Regions from separate parts of the Danio rerio genome. Here region 2 is linked to region 1. Evidence: chromatin contacts called from public HiChIP or PLAC-seq data. All regions are on one chromosome and are shown on one strand. Each heading gives the region's core, a stretch centred on a gene start, on an enhancer-like site or on the middle of the called end of the contact. The rest is flanking DNA. Distances are from core to core; before and after follow the strand shown.

Region 1 (3,266 bases), core at 369-2,868:
ATCTTTGATTAACTTTTTATTACCTACACCAAATGTTGACTAATGAAGGTACATTAATAACAACCATTTATTTGTTAGAATACTGTATTGTCAAACCATGTTGCATACAAATGCATTCAACAGACTTACATGACAGTGCATTGCTGTAGAGGACAAATAAAACACGAGACAGGTGTTTAGAAAGAGTATAGTTTATTTAGTTTGACATGCAAACAAGACAAACTTTCAGAAAACAACCCGGAAACATTATAACGCGCGCACTCGTGAATATAACCCGCGGTTGTCTTCAACTGTTGTCTTCAATAGTCCTTATTTGCTCAACAGCTTAGCTGAAAAACAAAGCAAAACATTACAACAGTCAGACAAAGAGCAAAGAGCATAGAATCACCAAGAGGCGACACTCTACAATTTGGGAAACAATAACGCGCTTTTTGAATAAATTAAATAAAAACAAAGCAGCTGCTTTCCATAGCGACAGCAATGAGATCCAATGGACGGGCCGATCGCTTTCACTTCAAAATGGCGGAATCCGAGGCTGTTGCTCTTGGTCATTCTAAACTCTTTGTATAAAGTTAAATCATAACAGTTACCATGGTGTCTATTTCAAACTATAGTAAACTAAAGTTTGAAACTATTGTTTAAAATAGACGATGAGTGGGCCTCGCTACTCCCACCCACCATAACCCTCGCAGCGACGTCCCACTACCGGCCCCCCGTGTTTCCCTGAGGGTCCTCTTGGGTTGTTTGTTCCCTGCCTAGGGCTCAAAGGCCGCCTCGCCCCAGGGAGTGCACGAGAAGACCGGGCGCCAGGCCGTGCCAGTATTCACTGGATGTTGCTCGGCGGCACATTTCGAGCAACAAACAGTAATATTCCTTGCGATGTTACGTTTATGTACGTAAACCACAAGGAACTACAGCACAGACGGCCCGAGTGAAGCTTCACGAAGCGGACTTCGTGAGATTGGCGTGGCTCCACTCGTACCGTCGGTAATGAACTCACCTTGGTCAAGTACAAACAGCAACACCGAGCGAACTGACAACGATGACAGAGAGCACACGAGCTTTATAGGAATGCAGATGCAAATTTTTACAAGGCACGTCACTGCTATCTCGTTGTCATGGCGGAGCGCTGAAGAGGGCTCACCTGATAGGAGCACACAGACTTGGGAATCTGCGTCACGGCGAGTTGCCGTCTGCCGTACACAAAAATATATTAAATATATTCAATATATATATATATATATATATATATATATATATATATATATATATATATATATATATATATATTTTACATTTTTGGTGCTGCGTAATATTATGGGATGCAGTAGAATATGGATACAGATGAATATAATTGGGTATATGCCGAGCTGTTGTTCCCATATACTTGTAAACTTCCTTCAGCTTTGGCACTGGATCTTTTCTTTCTGAATGGCGTTGCGGCTGCTGACGGTATAAGTTGTGGTTGCTGAGCACACAATGAGGAAGCTCTTATTTTGCTTCCTTAATTCTTTTGAACCATGTCTACCCTAAGAACTAAGAAATCCCAGTATTGCAAAAATGGAGTTTTACTTTCACTTGCTCTCATTTATACTCGTTCGTGCTTCCAAGTCATTCAGTCTGCAGGGTAAGACGGAGGAGAGATGGCAGACCGTTCGGATGAAGCGACCCCGTTAATTAACAACTCACCACCCCGGATAAGGTTACTTTATCTGTTCTTATACTTTATTTGAATTATATTATCTCAATAACATTTTTCTGACACAGTTTTTATTTCATCCCTGCTTTGTGCTCCTGTACTTTTCCAGTCATGGAAAGCTCTACCTTGCGGTGTTTTCAGCGGTCCTGGGCAATTTCAATTTCGGATTTGCTTTAGTGTTCCCTTCCCCTGTCATCCCTCAGCTTAAACAAGGAGATGACACTCGGCTGCAAATGAACGTCCATCAGATATCATGGTTTGGTGTAAGATTATTATTATTATTTATCTTTTTTACCTTTACCGTTGAGTCTGCTTTGTTATAAATAGTGTTTGGCACTTCCCCTTTAGGTAATTTCCCATCAAAACTACCCGAAATCATTCCATAGAGTCGGGTTGCAAATCAAGGTGTTTTTTGTGTGTGTGTGTGTGTATGTGTATGGAAAATCTTGATATTTAACTGATATTTAAGCCATCTAAAATAGTCAGATTTTCAGATCCTTGTTTCTTTGTGTTTTTCAGTGTTATACAGCAGTTTAAGTCTCCTGTACTTTTTTTTTTTTAAGTAAACTTTATCATTATGCTAATTTATAAATATACTATAGATGTCATGTTTAAATACTATTTGGGACTAAATGGCTCGCTTTTTAGTTAAAGCATACTTTTAAGTGGAACCATATTGGCTACATATGCTTATATGTGCATTTACATACACTTTACAATAACAATATAAATAATGATGTGTTAAAATTTAATTTAACTAAAATGAACTAACTTAAACTATCATGAGTCACATGAGTTCATTTGTGAATAAAGCCCTTGTTAGTACATGCTTGTTTGTTAAGTAATGTATTAATTAGCACATTAATTTATGATTATTTTAACATCATGATATGTTAGTGTTTAAGTATCATGACTTTACTTGGAGGGGCACATCATCATTAACCCATTCTTAACTCATAATAACACGACCGTCTAGTGCGTTTACTCTGAATAACAATGAAAAAGTGTTCATTTAACATCTACATGAACAGTTTACATGAACACAGGAGTTGATGAGTAAAGGATGAGTTAATGTTATGTGCCCCTCCAAGTTAAGTCGCACCATAATTATACATTAACAGCTCGTGAGTTAATTTTACTTAAAGTTAAATGTTAATTAATACATTAATTATCAACATGTACAAGCACATACATATGTAATTAAGGTAGCTGTTATTCACACATGAACTCTTGTGACTCATGCTTTAGTTAAAGTTAGTGCATGATTAGTGTGTGCCTTAACTCTTCACAAACTCATAATAAAGTAATGTTTAGTTTACATATTAATCATTACTCATGTACTGTTATTGTAAAATATTACAGATTAGTATCGCAGTATAATACAACTTTTTCTTGTTTTAAGTACACTTTGAAGTATACTCAATAAGCCACTTCTTTTGTAGCTTTTATACTGCATACTATTGAGCTTTCTTTAATACCGTCATACTTATAATAATAGTATAATTATACTTTTCATACATTCTTCAGTTTATGTAAATGTTTTTAAGTACTCTCAATGAACTAGTTT
Region 2 (3,266 bases), core at 509-3,008, 230 kb before region 1:
GGAAGCTTGATTCTATCATGCACAAAATACATTTTAAAGTATAATGGTGACTTTTATATTGCAATTCTGACTTTCTTGCCAAGTCAATATTTCATGTTTATGACTTTTCTTCTCAGAATTTCTCTCACAATATTAACTTAAAAACTCAGTGGTAGTATTGAGCTTATTTCACACAATTCTAAGTGATCTAAAAGTTAAATGCCAGATGTTAACAAAATGACAAAAACTGTCAACTGCGAGAAATAAGTCAGAACTGCAAATGTTAACACAAAATTCCAAGACATTAGTTCAGAATTGTGATACTATTTAGCAATAAGCTGCACCTACATTATTTTAATTTTACAAGGTGAAGTAGAAACATGCGGCCATAAAGGATACCTAGACAATTCTAATCTAATAAATGGCCATCTTTTAAACAGTTATTCTTCAAACAGTGCAATAACTTGAAAGAGACGTGAAACGCACTGGTTCTGTTTTAGAATGACTAAAATAAAATCAGAAATAAATTAAATTCGACAATACAATATTGAAGTTTTGTACAGAAAAGTATTATTTGCACAAATCTAAGTAGTAAAACTTTATTAGCAGCCAATGACTATCAAAGTACACAGTTTGTTTTAAGTCAATTAAATAGTGCTAATGTTGTTTTGAAGTCATTAAAATGCAATTTCAGACCTAATATTCACATAAAGCAGTATAAGGACTATTAAATGAACTAATGTGCAAATATAAAACCAACTTTATTTCAATCAATAGAAGTATGATTATCTGATTCTGTTTATAATATTACAACAAATCCCAAACTCCTGTTATCAGCATTTCCTTTGGCCACTAGGATGTTCAACCCTTGAGTCCAAAGAATGACATCATACAAGTTGAAGGGAACTTGCTGGTCATCTTCAAGTCTTAACACTTTTAGCAAGGGACTACCTGTTATCTACAATAATAGCCAACATATGTTACTGTAAATAAAATAGACACTCAGATGTCATGATAAACTCAAATGAGTGATTGATAAGATGTAACTGATACCAAAACTTGGGTGAATTTACGACAAAATACAAAACTTAACAAGGTTTCAGTAAACCCAGCGACCCCCCACACTCCACTTACACCTAATCTGTCAAACAAAACACTCATTTGCAGATGATTTAAGATGGCTAACCACATAAATCCAGAAACTACAGGATTTACGTGCTTGCGCTCCCTGCCAATATTACACAAATAATTGCCTAATAATTCGCAATCCGTAAACCGGAACTGGGCTCAAACAAGATCGCTGATATTATGAATAGTAACTAAACAAACTCCACCCGGGTTAGCAGGTGGCTAACGTAAACCGACAGTTGCACTGTTGATTGACATAAGCTCGTTAACTACCCCGGCAACCAGCAGCAACAGAACAAACTTAACGCCATATATTGATTTGTACCAGGCCCGACATCTAAACGAGTGGCTTCACTCTGGTTTATTTGAGGGGTAACGTTAGCATCTGTTAGCCGAACCGGGGCAACGACTTTAACGGACGGTTACAGGCGACCCAAATATGAACTCACCATCGCTGCGCTTTATCTCCACATAAATCCCCACGACGATCCTGCCGAAGTTCACAGCCATAGCTCATTTATGAGACGAAGAGAATACTCAATTAGACGGGCGTGTGGGAACTAAAGACAGTGTTTGTGTTTGAATTTTTCACATTTGTTGTTCCGTGTTGCTCAAAAAACCGGGAGGCGGCCACAGCGCAAGACATAAAAGAGGGAGCGAGTTCAGAGCGCGTGCGCGGAGGACGTACGACGTGCGTGTATTTTTTTTTACTCCACAAGTCCCGCCTTCTGCGCTATGATTGGCTACAAGGTAGCTGGAGGACTGTTTTAAAGTAACCACCGAAGCAACTACGGCAGGATCGAGCTCTTTGGGAAAACTCAAATGTGTTTGAAGTCTTTTCACTGACAGAAGTCAGTCACAAAATGAGTGTGTGTGGATGTTTCCCAGAGATAAACTGCAGCTGAAAAAGCATCCGCTGCGTAAAACATGTGCTGGATAAGTTGGTGGTTCATTCCGCTGTGGCCCCCCATTGAGTTTTTTTTTTTTTTTAATATTTCCCAAATTATGTGTAACATTAAGTTATTAAAACTATTATGTTTAGAAATGTGCTGAAAATCTTCTCTTCGTTAAACAGAAATTGAGGAAAAAAATAAACAGGGGGGCTAATAAGTCAGGGGGCTAATAATTATGACTTCAACTGTATATATTTATATTTTTATTGAGCAATGTCGATCAAACAGAACACCACATCAGTCATATTTCAGAAAGTCTGTTAAAAAGTGAATTTTATTGATATACATTTTAAACATTAAAAAGTCATTGTGAAAATTTGATTGGTTTTTAACTGAATGACTGAAAAAATATTATTCCTTTATATATTCCTTTAGATTTTCTGATGTAGTTATAATTTACATTTAGAAAAAACAACAACAACAAGACTGAAAATCTGAAATGAAGGATTAGAATTATGTGTTCTTAGAGAATGTTTAGTTTGGGCATAACTTATTTGGTTAATTTTGCCTTCATTAGTTTATGTAAAGAATTATAATGTTGTATATGTATTTATTTTATTTCTGTTTTGTCAATTTTGTCAAGCTTCCTGTAGACAGGTGTTGAAAATTAGCAAGTTTGCTAAAACACTTAAACAAATGCATTTCGATGTCCAGTGTAATTGTGATGTCCATGTCAAATAAATAAATAAATTAATGATTTTTACAAATAAATATTCAGGACACTTGGTTGGGTATCTTACTCTTTTTGTAGCTTTATTATTGGGACAACAACTGTCATACCAGAGCTTTTCTTTTTCAACGTCAAGGAATATTCGTCGGAACACAAATGTACAAAATATATCTTTAAAAAAAAGGTCACAATCTATTTTGCTTGGAGAAGTATCTGACTGAAGCAGTAGCAATGCAATCTTTACAATGACTAGCAATGGGTATGAGAGCAGACATGTTACTAGAACCATTGAGGAATTTTCCTCCAACACCCTTGGAAGGGCATCCGCTGCATAAAACATATGCTGGAATAGTTGGCAGTTCATTCTGCTTTGGAGACCCCTGATAAATAAAGGACTAATCTCAAGGAAAATTCAATTCAGTTCATTTTTTTTTCTATAATACCTTTTACAACATTGTGTCAAAGTGAATGAATAAATAATAAATGAATAAACATAAGGCGGGGAGATTCTATTTATATTTTACAGGGGCTCAACC

What was found. HiChIP or PLAC-seq counts read pairs in DNA pulled down with a chosen protein or histone mark.
Region 2: a contact with region 1 is called in an H3K4me3 HiChIP or PLAC-seq map of gastrula embryo, with 16 times the contacts expected there. The contact joins the promoter of kif2a here to the promoter of slc2a6 in region 1. A contact is called at or near these places in 3 of 18 Hi-C or Micro-C datasets (embryo and sperm) and 2 of 4 datasets of contacts at active chromatin or transcription factors (embryo and gastrula embryo).

What each region holds. Positions count from the first base shown.
Region 1 is chr8:14,446,175-14,449,440 of GRCz12tu, reverse strand. slc2a6 (solute carrier family 2 member 6) reads left to right here and starts at 1,618. Exons shown (of 10, transcript XM_684000.11): 1 at 1,618-1,702; 2 at 1,809-1,962. The coding sequence starts at 1,644.
Region 2 is chr8:14,679,370-14,682,635 of GRCz12tu, reverse strand. kif2a (kinesin family member 2a) reads right to left here and starts at 1,758. Exons shown (of 20, transcript NM_001004664.3): 1 at 1,557-1,758. The coding sequence starts at 1,617.